Regions from separate parts of the Rattus norvegicus genome. Here region 2 is linked to region 1. A link is a contact called in public Hi-C data. All regions are on one chromosome and are shown on one strand. The core of a region is the stretch at or near the end of the contact, and the rest is flanking DNA. Distances in the headings are between cores, read along the strand shown. Region 1 overlaps Alox5ap (arachidonate 5-lipoxygenase activating protein). Region 2 holds the start of Uspl1 (ubiquitin specific peptidase like 1).

Evidence for each region. A called contact is a pair of places that touch in the nucleus more often than the background predicts.
Region 2: a Hi-C map of Schwann cells shows a contact between it and region 1, with 3 times the contacts expected there. The contact joins the promoter of Uspl1 here to the enhancer-like site in region 1. A contact is called at or near these places in 2 of 12 Hi-C or Micro-C datasets (Schwann cells and liver).

The regions. Positions count from the first base shown.
Region 1 is chr12:10,782,540-10,789,442 of GRCr8, reverse strand. It overlaps Alox5ap (arachidonate 5-lipoxygenase activating protein), which reads left to right. Exons shown (of 5, transcript NM_017260.2): 4 at 1,419-1,500; 5 at 3,624-4,189. The coding sequence ends at 3,786. Among named protein-coding and RNA genes, the nearest start is that of Alox5ap, 23 kb to the left of the region's middle. Within about 2 kb of position 2,507, at least 1 of the 93 cell types and tissues checked has an H3K27ac peak or open chromatin away from gene starts, as enhancers often do. A contact at or near this core is called in Schwann cells, where this site is marked.
Region 2 is chr12:10,883,945-10,890,847 of GRCr8, reverse strand. It overlaps Uspl1 (ubiquitin specific peptidase like 1), which reads left to right and starts at 4,195. Exons shown (of 9, transcript NM_001198555.1): 1 at 4,195-4,319.

The sequences.
Region 1 (6,903 bases), core at 1,258-3,757:
GGAGAGCTGTGACAATCCTTTCTATACACATAGTAGGAGAGCTATGACAGGCTTTTATCCTCACGTAGTAGGAGAGTTTTGACCAACCTTTTCCCACATGTAATAGGAGAACCGTGACCAGCCTTTGTCTACAAATAGAAGAGCTGTAACTAGCCTTTGTCTATACATAGTAGGGCAGCCGTGGCCAGCCTTTATTTACACATAGTAGGAGAGCTGTGGCCAGTCTTTGCTAACACATAGTAGGAAAACTGTGACCAGCCTTTGTTTATAAATCTTAGAAGAGCTGTAACTAGCCTTTGTCTATATATAGTAGGGCAGGCATGGCCAGCCTTTCTACACACATAGTAGAAGAGCCGTGACCAGTTTTTGTTAACACATAGTAGGAGAGCTGTGTCACACCTTTGTCCACACACAGTACCAGCTAAGCACCTATTCTAAATCATACTACTTATAGGGTACTGGCGTTTTCAGCTCCCGATGCTAAATTTAGGGTTTTATAGGGGTGACCGGGGTGCTGTCTGTAGCTATTTACCCAGAGATTGGAATGCAAAGAAACCTTCTTCCTTACAAGCTGGAAAGTGTGCTCTGTGTACCAGAAACTCCAGGGGCACAGAGTATCATCTTGAGAAAACCAGACTCAAAACTGGGGCTGTGGTTCAGGGTGGGAACTCTCCCTGCACTCCCTCCCAGCTGACGCCCACGCAAGCCCCTCTGGCTGCCCGAGTCCAACTTCCCGTGTCTACAGATAGACACGTTAAAGGGTTCCCATCAGATGACACCTAAGCAAATGCCATGTAGGACGCCACAGAGCGGCTGAGGTAACCTATTCTTTAGGCTCTCTGCTTCCTCCCAGAAGCAGACGCTTTCTTGAACACTGATTGTTTTTACCAGCTCGACACAAACCTAGATGTATCTGGAAAGAGGGAATCCTGATTGAGAAAATGCCTCTGTAACACTGGCCCGTAGGCACTCCTGTGGAGTGCAGTCTTTACTAAGGATTGACGTCAGAGTGCCCCTCCCACATGGCTGGTGACATCCCTGGGCAGGCGGCCCTAGGTTCTGTAAGAAAGCAGGCTGAGCAAGCCAATAAGCATTGCTCCTCCGTGGCCTCTGTGTCAGCTCCTGCCTCAAGGTTCCTGCTTTGAGTTCCTGCCCCGACTTCCTACGATGATGGAGTGTGATGTGGAAGTGTAAGCCGAAGGAAAACCCTTTCTTTCCCAAGCAGCCTCTGGTTATAATGTTTTAGCATGGCAACAGAAACAGAATGGAGACGGCGTGCTAGCCTCCACTTTCAGAGCCCAAGGTCTCTGCTGGATTTTGCGGTCAAACGCTAATTGCTTAACCACTGTTACTGTTGTGTGAACAACTGTCTGGGAGACCGTGAACCTGACGTGTGCGTTTTCATTTCTCCACTTTAGTCCCCGCCGCCTTCGCTGGGCTGATGTATCTGTTCGTGAGGCAAAAGTACTTTGTCGGCTATCTGGGAGAGAGAACTCAGAGGTAGGTCTCAGGGTGCTATAGAACTTGACATGACGTGACGTGACGTGACGTTTGCCTTCCCAGTAGGAGGGTCCTGACTGCCACTGAGGGCTCAATGGGCTCTCCTTGGATGGAGGACAGGGTAGAGGCCCCACCTCCCTGAAGTTTAAGGATTCTGAACAGACAGCGGGAGAGCTGCCTCGTTTTCCCATGAAAGTTTTCCTTTGGGGCTGGGGATTTAGCTCAGTGGTAGAGCGCTTACCTAGGAAGCGCAAGGCCCTGGGTTCGGTCCCCAGCTCCGAAAAAAAGAACCAAAAAAAAAAAAAAAAAAAAGAAAGTTTTCCTTTGCGCAGCCTTGATTCCTGGCGCGGTTATAGCACGCTGGGCTGTACGCTGCTTGCAACCGCACACCAGCTGTTCTCCGTGGTGGAGTCTGGGGCAACGATAACCTTTTTGGTCTGACTTCCCAGGCCTCTTGTGAATTAAGCATCTCACTGTCGAGAGACCTAACGTTTGCCTCTTACCATGGGTTCTCTTGAACCTTAAGGAGTGCTGAGAATACAAGATGTAGTCATCTCCAAACCCTGGACTACAGATCAGCCCTTGCACTGTCTAGAGTTGAGCTGCACCCAGCCTTCCTCAGCACTTGCTTTCCTTTGGCTATGCCCCACCCCTCCACACCCCACCCCTTCCCCCTACTCCTGACTCCCCCATCCCATCCCTGCGATTCACATGGTGGGGAGAGTCAAAGTTGTCTTGACAGCACAGGTGCTGTGCCGCGTGCACACACACGTCACCAGACAACGTTAAATAATTTTAAGAGAGGGAGATCTGGTGACCTACATCCCCTGATCGTATCCCACTCCCTAAAAGCCCATTCAGCTATGATCTGATGAGGCCGGTGCCCTCGTGATCCCAATTATTTGTTAATAGTGCCACCCACTGGAGACCCTTCAACACATGGGCCTTTGGTGACATTTTCTACCCAAGCCATTAAGAGCCAGCTAGCAAGAGTTGGGCTTCTGGGCTTCCATTGTCTGTGTGTCACGCAGGGAGCTTGCTGGAATGCAGAGGCTGCATCCTGCTTTGAGAAGGACTTGGGGGATTGGGCTTCTGCCAGGCTCCCATCAGATGCTGACACTCCTAGTCTGTGGATGACAGAGTAGAGAGAAAGTTGGTACCCAACAGCAGAGCAACCTCCAAACACTTGTTACGAGAGTTGAGAGCCTCTGGGGTTCCTTTCAGCTAGGTACAATTTCTGGTAAGACACTTCCGGACTGCAGACGCTGAGTTTGGCACCCTCCACGCTCTGGGATAGTTTGAAACAGTCCATGGCAGCGGGAGCTCACCTGTCCCTAACACCTGACTCTAAGCTCCAAATCAGTGCTGATGGCCTCGTGCCATTGCTGGTTCATTACTGAAATCTTAATGGCCGTTTCAGACGTGTCAGCTCATGTCTTCTCATGAAGAATCTCCTCCTGTCTCCAACGGATGCTGTGCCTAAAATGTTTAGGATGGAAAAGTGAGGAGGGGAGGAGGGCAAGGGAGGGGGAGATTAAAGTTTCTTTCACTCCTCTGGGATGTGTTTCTACCACTGGGTGCTTGTCTCTCATTAGGGCAAACCTCACTTCTTCCCAGGCAGCCTCGGGAGGGAAGGTTGAACCCTCAGGGGCTGAAGTACCTTCACTGCATATTTAAACCATCTCCCCTAGCACAATGCTCACTACACCCCAGCCTCTAGTGCGAGCCTTATAGGCACTCCTGACAGGGACCACCGTGTAGAGGGCTTAATGAGTCCATGGTGCTCCCGAGACTCAGTAAGATTGTCTGAGCGCTGTTAGGACTTGCCAGTGGCCTGTCATCTGGAGTTAAGGGCGTTGAGAGAACTCAGGGAAGCCAGAGCCACTGATCCCCGAGGATGGCAGGTCTTCTGAGGAAGGCAGGCTCCTTCACCTGGCTCTGAAACATGTGCAGTGCTTAATTACAGCAGAGGCTCGCCCACCCTGGCTGTGAGGTAAGTGGGTGTCACGAGTAAATGCGGTATAATTTAACTGCCCTGTGTCTGGAAGCGGCCACCCCGTGTCTTTTGGGTGACACGGGGCGTGGTTTGTGCTGCACCTACCGCCTCCTCCCTTCCCTCGCAGCACCCCTGGCTACATATTCGGCAAGCGGATCATCCTATTCTTGTTCCTCATGTCCCTTGCCGGCATCCTCAACCATTACCTCATCTTCTTCTTCGGAAGCGACTTCGAGAACTACATTAGAACTATAACCACGACGATCTCCCCGCTGCTTCTCATCCCCTGATGGCTGGATACCGGAGTAGGACGATCGCCAGATCAATAGAGACGCATCCTAACCTACCCCCGCGAAGGCTTCTGCTCCTCCTCAGCTGTAGATGCTGTAAATCTAGCGGCCCTCGGGGCTCCGCCGCATCCGTTAACTTTGCTTTTCCGGGAAGAAAATAATCTTGCGCTAGCTCCACCCCTCGGATGGGGCAGTGGTCCAGGATTTACTGTCTAGATCCATCTTGTACTTCTCCGGGCTTATCCTGCTCTCTGAAGGTGTCTTGTGATCAGATATGTGTTTTCCTAAAATGAAGGGCATAGACAAAATTTTGGCCTATGGCTCTGTTTGGGGTGGTTTTTCTGTATTAGCTACTAGTGTTTCTTCAACTTACATGATGATAATTAAAATCACAATATCCATATTATGGACACTAACGTCTTCAAGAGTCTTTTGTTGACTGAGTTCCCTCCCTGATCTCATGTTTGGATTCGGTTGGCATCTTAATTCACCAGCATCATACCCAACATTGTTGCCTCATGCAGTTACAATGTGCTCTAAGAGTTGAAGACAATGCCAGGCCACCAATAAACAAATGAGTGCATGGATTCACAAGTCACTTGCTGGCTATAGTTAATGAAATATATTCTGTAGTCTGGACAGATGATACAACTGCTGTCACCTAGGTGCCTTTGGGACAAAGAGGGAATCTTGGAAGACACAGATACAGTCAAATGTCCAAGGAAGCTAACAGGAAAAGTGTTCTCTTTGGGGCCATGCAAGGCAAGCTCAGTTTGCTTTTTCCTTATATAACTTAAAATTGGTTTTTTGGTTCAGATATTAGAGTTCTCTTAAAGGGGCAGTATTGATAGGATATATGTATTATATTTAGTACTAAATATATATATCATATTTAAATTTATTATTTTATATATATTTTATTTCAATATACAAATATTGTATATAGATTATTATATGATATAATATTTATTCAGTACTATGTTATATATTTTATATATGTATTTATTTTATAAATTTATTTACATATATAAATAACACATTTATATGAATATATATTTATTGCTATATATTATATTTATATATATTATATATCTGATGTCTGATATGTGTATATATAAATATATATGTATGTATATATACATATATGTGTGTATATACATATGTGTGTATATATGTATATACATATATGTGTATATATGTATATACATATATGTGTATATGTGTGTGTGTATATATATATACATATATATATACATATATATATACATACATACATATATATATATATATATATATGGTGAGCTTACAGGATTGCATCCGTTGGCTGTCTCACATTGGAATCTGTAGTTGCTTAGTCCACAGGGCTGGATGTCTAAGCAGTCCCAAGCCAGTGCTGGAGTCCTGGAAGATTCCTGGAGAGCTGCTGGTCTTCAGTCTACATTAGAATTCCAAAGAAATCAGTTCTAATACTAAAAGGGATGGCACAGCCATGAGATAGATGAGCTTGCCAGCAAGAGTGAGAGCAAGCAGGTAAAAGACAAAGGCTTCCATATTCCATATCCTTGTATGTGGGTCTTCCCACCTCAAATGATCCAATCAGGAAAATCCCTCACAGAAGAGCTGGGCAGCTTGGCTGGTTCCAGAACCTGTTAACCACCAAATTAGCTTGTTTGCAAATGGATTTTGTAAGCCTTTCATACACATATGTCACCATGCTCAGCTTTCATCTGACCTCCAGTCTTTGCCATTGCTTAGTCCTTCTTACTGATTTTCTTTCTCCCAAAAGTCTCCCTTTGCATCCATGTCACATAGATCTCATTGTCCCTCCTGTCTATCCTTCCTTTCCACCTCCTCCCTCTCACAATCTCATACCTGTTTTCATGTTGTGCGCACATACACAGATGCACAGACACACAGACACACATATATCCACAGATACATACATGCACACACACACAAACACATACATGCACATATGCACATGTGTGTGCGCAGACACACAGACACACACATACATGCACATGTGCACATGTGTGTGCACAAACACATGCACAGACACACACAGGTATGCACACACAAGTGTACAGACACATGCACATACACAGACAGACACATACATGCACATGCACGTGCACAGACACACACAGACACACACACACAGACACACACACACAGACACACACATAACATGCACACATGCACACACACATGAACAGACACATACATGTGTGTGTGCATGTGCACACATGAACATGCAAATCCATATACACACATGCACAAACGCACAAGCAAGACATACACAGACACACATACGGACACACACAGAAACACTACACACAGACCCTCCACATGCACATGCATACACACAGAGACACATATGAACACACACAGACATGTACACACACAGACACATGCACGTGTGCACACATGCACACACACACAGACTCAGGCACACACACACACACACACACACACACACACACACATCTATAACCCGAGTACCAGAGAAAATGCATGTCTTCCCAAGTTGGTTTATGTTGCTCTAGTTGAATCCTTTGTTCCTGCAAATGTGACAGTTTCCTCCTTTAAATCATAACAAAATCTCAAGTGGACTGATTTCCTCTCTCCACTTCTCTGCTGGCTGTGTGTCTTAGCCATTGTGACTGTCACACCAATAAACATGGATCTGCAAGTATTCTGTGGTATGGCAACTCAGGGTCCTTTGGGCACAGACCCACTGGTATCAAATGTCACACACACACACACACACACACACACGACATTATATTACATATATATTACAAAGAAATATTGCATATGTACATATGTGAACACACATATATAATAAAATATAATATATACATATATACACATGACATTATATTACATATATATTACAGACAAATGTTACATATGTACATACCTGAACACACATAATATATACACTTATACACACATGACATTATATTACATATATTACACACAAATATTGCATATGTACATATGCATGTGCACACATAATATATATATATACTTTATTATAAATACAATATACACATGTATATAAATATATAATTCTATTTTTAGTTGAAGGAAACATTCATACCAGTTTCCACA
Region 2 (6,903 bases), core at 2,946-5,445, 100 kb before region 1:
CTTGTTTTAAATTTCCTGGCTAAACCAAATGACAGCATGAACTCTTGGAAAGTAAGGCTATTTATCTACTTCTAAATAGCCCTAAACTCAGACCAGTGCTTCTGATTGATAAATTCATCTTGAAGTGACAACTATGTCCCAATTAGGAAAGTGTTTCTCTATACGAGTTTATTTATTTTTAATGTAGAGAACTCTTGATTGCTAATCAGCAGGCTGCGTGATTACTTTCAGTAAGGATCTGTGAATGCTGTTTTCTCACTGGAAGTACACAGGCTCATTTCTGAAGCCCAGGCTGGACCAGTCTAAGCTTTTCAGTCCTCCTACAATGGAGGCTACATGCTCAGCTCTGCGGTGGGGGTGGGTAGTAGTCTGAATAAAGCTCCAGATTTGTAGTTAAGAGGATACAGTCTTTAGTCTCAGGTCTGACAGTTTAATATGCAAACTTAGGTAAACTGTCCTTCTGGCTTAGCTTTCTGTCTTAAAGGGGGAATACTCAGGAGAGGTGGCTCAGTGGTTAAGAACATGTACTGCTCTGGGCGAGGACAACAGTTCAGTTCCTAACACCCCTGTGAGCTGCTGTACAACTCCCTGTAACTCCCTGAAATGGCTCCAGCTCCAGGGAATCCAAACCTCTCCAATCCTCAGGCATCTGCATTCTCAGCTCTGCCCCTCCCCCCTGCACCAACACACGTAATTAAAATAATAAAAATAAATCAGTAATAAAGCGGCAAGATGAAGAAGTTGCATTCTAAATCCAACTACATGCATGGAGTAAAACTGTTAAGAGAAAAATTGAGTTTAAATAGCATTTGATGAGCACGATCTTGAAAGCCACAGTCCGTTGCTAACGCCTCCAACTGCCCATGCTCACTGTCTGTCCAGCTGGGCTGCATGACTGTAATGTTCAAAGATACGGAAGTGGTCTGGGTCAGGGTCCTAAACACAGCTCACCCTCTTTCTTCCTCTAGTTTCAAGTGAAGAAGCTACTTAGGTGAATGTGATGGATCAATTTTGTTAAGAGTTAAGTATATTAACACCACCACACAACTCCCACGACACAAGCACAGGGGATGTAGAAGCCATAGCACACAGAAGTAGCTGTGCTATTGTTTAGGACAGAGATTCACATGTGTGAGAAATGATGAACATATACTTTATTGTACAATGCTTTACATTTTGATTCCATTTTAATTTATCTACTTAGCTCTTTGCTTCTTGACTGTGTAGGCGGTGTGACCAGCAACTTCAAGCTCCTGCCACAGTGACTTCCCCACTTGATGTATTAAACCACAGTAAACCCTTTCTTCCTTACAGGGCTGTTACCAGGGTATTTTGTTACAGTAAAAAGGAAAGTAACCAAGACAGATTCTGAAAGAAACCTAAGCATCCCACATCGGAAGTGGACTGACAGAAAGCCACCTCTAAGACAAGTGAACACGTAAGGTAAACGGGGCATATTATGCAACACTCTCACTAAAAGAGGAGACACAAACCACATCCTAATAGTACTTTACTTGCTTATATGTGCATATACCGCCCCTCAGCTCTCATTGGTCCTAGGCAGGGAACTGTGTGACTGAGAGGCAGATACAGCATCAAGACTTTCATTGCGTGAAGTCTGAGCTATGTACTACTCAACTTAAGCAGTAAGTTTGGACCAACAAGATAGCAGTGAAAGGGGAGACGGACGATGCCCTTAGTGGTCTCAAGGGTCTCTGCAGGTGACGACTGACTTCAGAAAGTATACGAGACTTTCCTGGAGCTATTTATCTTCTCCAAACTTGTCACTGTATAGATGTTCCCAGGGTACCAAAATTAAACAACTTGTATAAAGTACACAGCAAAAGAGACAGAATTAGATCAGATACTCCACTATCTACCCCATGACTCTTTTTTTAATTTGCTCATTTGGGGAACAGGTTAAGTGTGGATGCATCATGAGATATCGTGTAAGTTTACTTAAAAGTTTTAAGAGTACAAAACAATACCTTGGAACGACTAATGCAATCTTTGGCCTACTCTACGGAGAAGCTTTGCATATCCCAATAATTGTACGTGAGTAGAATGCTCCCCACATTTAACTCACTTGAACTCACTGAACAAATAGTGCCTCAAATTAATTATTTAAACAAATGCCTTGCACAAGAGGACTTGCCAAATATAACTATAGGCTGATAATTCTTTTACTAAAGTCTAAGATTGACAAGTCTCAAATCTGTCCGGACTCATTTGTTACATAGCCCAAGCTGGCCTCCACTCAAGGTCCTCCTGAGTGCTGGGATTACAGAGGTGTCCCACCATACTTGGCTTAGAGGTAGCGTTTATATCCCAGAATGGTGCTAAAGGTTTGTTTTCAGTTAAGGAATACAACACAGAAAAGAACAAGAGCTCACAAAATGATTTGCAGAGCACTGTATTCTGATTGCAGCTTAATTATTAACTAAATACAAGCTTCCTTTTATTGAATGTGAATTTCTAAGTGGGAATAGATAAACCTACTTTAATCTACTGAGGGTAACTCTTCTCTCTTTGGGACTGGTGTATATAAAAACAGGCACTCTGAATACAGTGGAAGGAAGGAATACGCAGAAGTGCATGGTATCTTCTCAGCTGGGAACTATTAACCTTAAGTAAATAGGGAATTTTCTCCCCCCAACCCCCATAGTCTACTTTCATTTTGTTTCCCACTATTAAATTTTTCTGGTCAAAAATTAAATTTTCATTAAAGACAGCAATAATCAATTTTTATGTTAATTCTAGTCGTTTGTGAATGTTGCTTTACATCTCAAAAGTCTGGTTACATTTTAACTGAATTATTAGGTCATTCCATTTATGAGCTGACATCAGCAAGTGTTTATTGGGAGGGGAAGTGTACTCCATTCTAAAAATGGAAATAGCATGTTGAATAAGAAAACAATCCTATTAATCTTGGCTACTATTTCAGGAAAAAACACTTTCTCAAAACTTCATAATCTCAAAAAAAAAAAAAACAACAACTTCATAATCCATACAAAAAGGAATCTAGTTTGATCTTACAACAAATATACCAGTGCATTACGTAAATTTGTTTAAATGCAAAAACAAATTTAAAAAAGCAAAACCTAACCAGTCTATTTTCGTCTTGAGGAAAAAAACCCTAACAAAGTCTCAGTTGGACCACTCAGAGATTTCCACTCCTAAGTACCACAAACTGAAATTCTTTTATTGAATTTCTACCTACAAGCAGACTTGTTTCCCCCATAGCACGCTACCAAAATTATCAGTATCCTGCCAGAACATAGTCGTTTAAGACCACTAATGAAACCCCACAGAACCGCAATCCAAAATGCCAGTCATGATTCCTGTAAGGTCCAGAAAATTCCAAATTGTAGTCCCAGGCCACGGAAACAGTCTACCCAAAGGACTCCAAGAATAGGATGTCCTCATGAACGCGATCAGTCACGACCTCCGTGACACCACATGACCGTTCTACGAAGGCAGTTCTTAAAAGTTAGCAACTGAGATCGCCCCTCTCTCTCAAGTTAAAGGAGGCAGGGCTACTGAGATGCGCAGGTCGGCTGCTCCGTGCCACCCCGGGTCAAGTGCTTGTCTTTCGCTACTCCCCTTACCGTGAGCAGATCAGAGAGGGAAGAAAAGGAAAGTGGCCTCCAAGGATGGGTTTAGGGAAGAAGGGAGGGGCAGCTCCGTGTGTGGTGACCATTTGTGAACACGTACGGTGGCGCGAGGGCCCAAAGAACGAACTATGGGAGCCCATCGTGCCGGCCGCCATGATGGCCTGCCAGTGAGGCCCAACATTGGGCCTACGCGCCAGAGATCGGATCAGCTACCACTCCTTCCTCGGCAGCGTAATCCCTCCGCTGAAGGCCGCGCACTAATTTTAATCACGCCCCGCCCCCTAGCCTCTGGCGTCACCTCCGTCACTCCTGCGTTTTCCAGCAGCTTCCAGAAACGTCCCCTCCCCCGTCTTCCTCACTCACACTTTGCAGGCTCTGTAGCTATGGGCCCCGCCCTGCCGCAGTTCCCACTGCGCCTGCGCTTGGGCAAGCCACGCCTCTGCGGAGCCTGCCGGAAGTGCCCTCGTCTTCCCCTTCCCCTGCCCTGCCCGCGTGCTTTCAAGCAGGGCTCTCTGCAGGAAAGTGTTTGTAGGGTAGTTCTTTGGCGGCGGACTCCCAAGCGGAAGTTGCTTTCCTTGCTGAGACGGCTGTGGGGGAGGAGCCGTCCGAGGGAACGTGGGTTGAACGTTACGGGTAGATGGTGTGGATCTCAAGCTGGAACAGGAGTTCGGACTCATTGTATACAAAGAAGTGTGCTTCGGGCAGGTAAGGGAGCCAGAGTTATTTCCTCGGGAAGTAGAGATTGGGACGGCTGGAGTGCCCGGGGGTGGGTTGTTGGCACGCTGAAAGGATGGGGTAGGAACAAGGGTCTGGTGGGAAAGGTGGAGAATGGAGGTGCAGACTGGGTCTTTAGGGTCCGTTTAGGTTCAAAGAGGTAAACGCTGAACAGAAACCAGAGTTTATGCCCGTCCAACGAAGAGCGTGGAGAGGGACTGGGTAACGGAACACCGCGCTTCTGGAACTTACTTCCTTGGTTGGCTTTTGAAACTCACTTCGCGTGGCCCTATCCGTCTCAAATTCGGGAAGCTGGGTTGGGTACCAAGCAGAAAGAGGCTTAGAAAAGTCTACCCCTTGCCTGGTTTAAGTCTATTGGCCTTGGCCTTGACAGTTCATATGTAGAGCCAAGAGGTAAAGCGCCGACGGGTACCAGGCCCTTCTTCGAAAACCTGTAGTAAGTTTTTGCACATGCAATGAATTAAGTTTAAATCCCTCTCCTGATTGACTGCTAAATGGACCTATTCTTGGCTAATACCTTCCATTAGGATCTCTGGAATGTTAGTGACTTACCGACGTTGGTGAGGGGAAAGGGGGTTAGGTAAGAGGAAAAAAGTGCTGGAGATGAACACTGGAAAAACTTGGTTGTTCTCCTTCTGATATAAGCTCGTGTCATAATCTTTAGCATGTATTGAGCTGTTTGGGTAGACTTTTTTATAATCAAGTTTGAGCAAATAGGTGGTTTGAAGCAGAGATGTCATTGTGACAGTGCCATAATGGAAAGAGAAACAGGTTCGAAACATTTCCAAAGCATCGTCCACCAGTTTAGATAACGCCTACTGTGCAAACATGAGAGCGGTGAGAGTAGACGACACGAACTTTCTAGTCTGTATTTGGAAGCCCAAAGATGCCAAAATTTAGGTACTGTACAGATTACACTTGGAGAAAAGGTAATGAAGATAATTTATTCCTAGACAAATTGAAATTTGAGAATCATCCCGGGGTTTTGTATATAAACCAGTGCTTGGAAGACCTGGAGAGTCTACTTCTGGTATTTTAAACATAAGTATTTGGGGAGAGGGAATTTCTTAACATTTGTTTGGTGTTTCTCCTACTAGCTTACTGGGTTTACTCCCTTCCTATCTCTCCTTTCCTTCCTTCCATAGACAAGGTCTCATTCTATACCACTGCCTGGCTTGGCATTCACTGTGTAAAACAGGCTGGCTTGGAACTCACAGAAATCTGCAATAGGTCTACTCAAAGAGATCCATGCACTGGAATTAAAGGCTTAAAGGCAATGCACTACCATGCTTGAATGTGCCTTGACTTCTTTGTTGACACAGCAGACATGGGATCAGGAAAGCGGCCTTGAAGGATTCTCATTTTTACTCCCATATTGAGAAAGAACCATTCCAGGCAGTTTTCTAGATCCTCAGGTAGATAAAAAGTTTTATCAACACCTTTTTCAGGAGCCTGCAGGTTTCTCTTCTGAGAATGAATGCAGAATGACAGAAGGAACACATCTATTTCCCTCAGAGAGAAGTAGACCAGATGGTAACTAACTTAGGTGTTAGCATCTTGTCAGCCTGGCTTTATTTTCTTCTTAGAACAAATCCAGGTGCATAGCTTAGGGTTTTACCACCGAAGCACATTGACTTTCCTGGGTTCTGTAATTCTCTAGGTTATGAGTAGAACCAGCTAACAGTTGTGGGTTCTTCAGCTTCTGGAAATTGAAATTCACTAATACCTACCTCTCTTTGTCTGCTTCTGTTTCTCTGTCTTTCTGTCTGTCTGTCTCTGTGTGTATGTGTCTGCCCGTCTGCCCCCCCCCCCCCCCCCCCCGTAGACTTTGAGTTCATTTGTAGCTGAGGCTGGTCTTAAATTGTACCTGCTTCCTCTTCCCAATGGGATACAGATTTTTTTCAAGCTGCATGTATATTTTTTGGAATTATTTCTTCTCAAGAAAGGTGTTTCAGGGGCTGGGGATTTAGCTCAGTGGTAGAGCGCTTACCTAGGAAGCGCAAGGCCCTGGGTTCGGTCCCCAGCTCCGAAAAAAAAAAGAACCAAAAAAAAAAAAAAAAAAAAAAAAGAAAGGTGTTTCAGGCTTTTCAGCTCGGACAGAAAAGCATAACTAGTTTTTTGAGGCAGGATTCCTCTGTAGACTAGGCTGGCCTCAAACTCATGGAGATCTGTCTGCCTTTGCTCCTAGTGCCTGGGATTAAAGGCATGGGCCACAATCACCCAGTACATAACCAGTTTCTAAAAGTGAATCTGTGAGCCAGAGGTTCGAGAATTTAGCATCTCCTTAGCTAACTTACCTTTGCCTCACTCTTTTAGGCCTGCTTTTGTTGTATTTTAAGTCCATATTTTTCCCTTGTGTTAAGCTGTATCTCAGGTTTTTTGCTCTCTTGTCTTGGGATTGGGGTCTGCTCTGTGGAAATACATTCAAGGCATATGTGTTAAATTTGTCTTAACAGGAATACTTATCACTTAAAAAGAACATAATATTTTGTGGGTGACTTTTTTTTTTTTTTTTTTTTTTTGGTTCTTTTTTTCGGAGCTGGGGACCGAACCC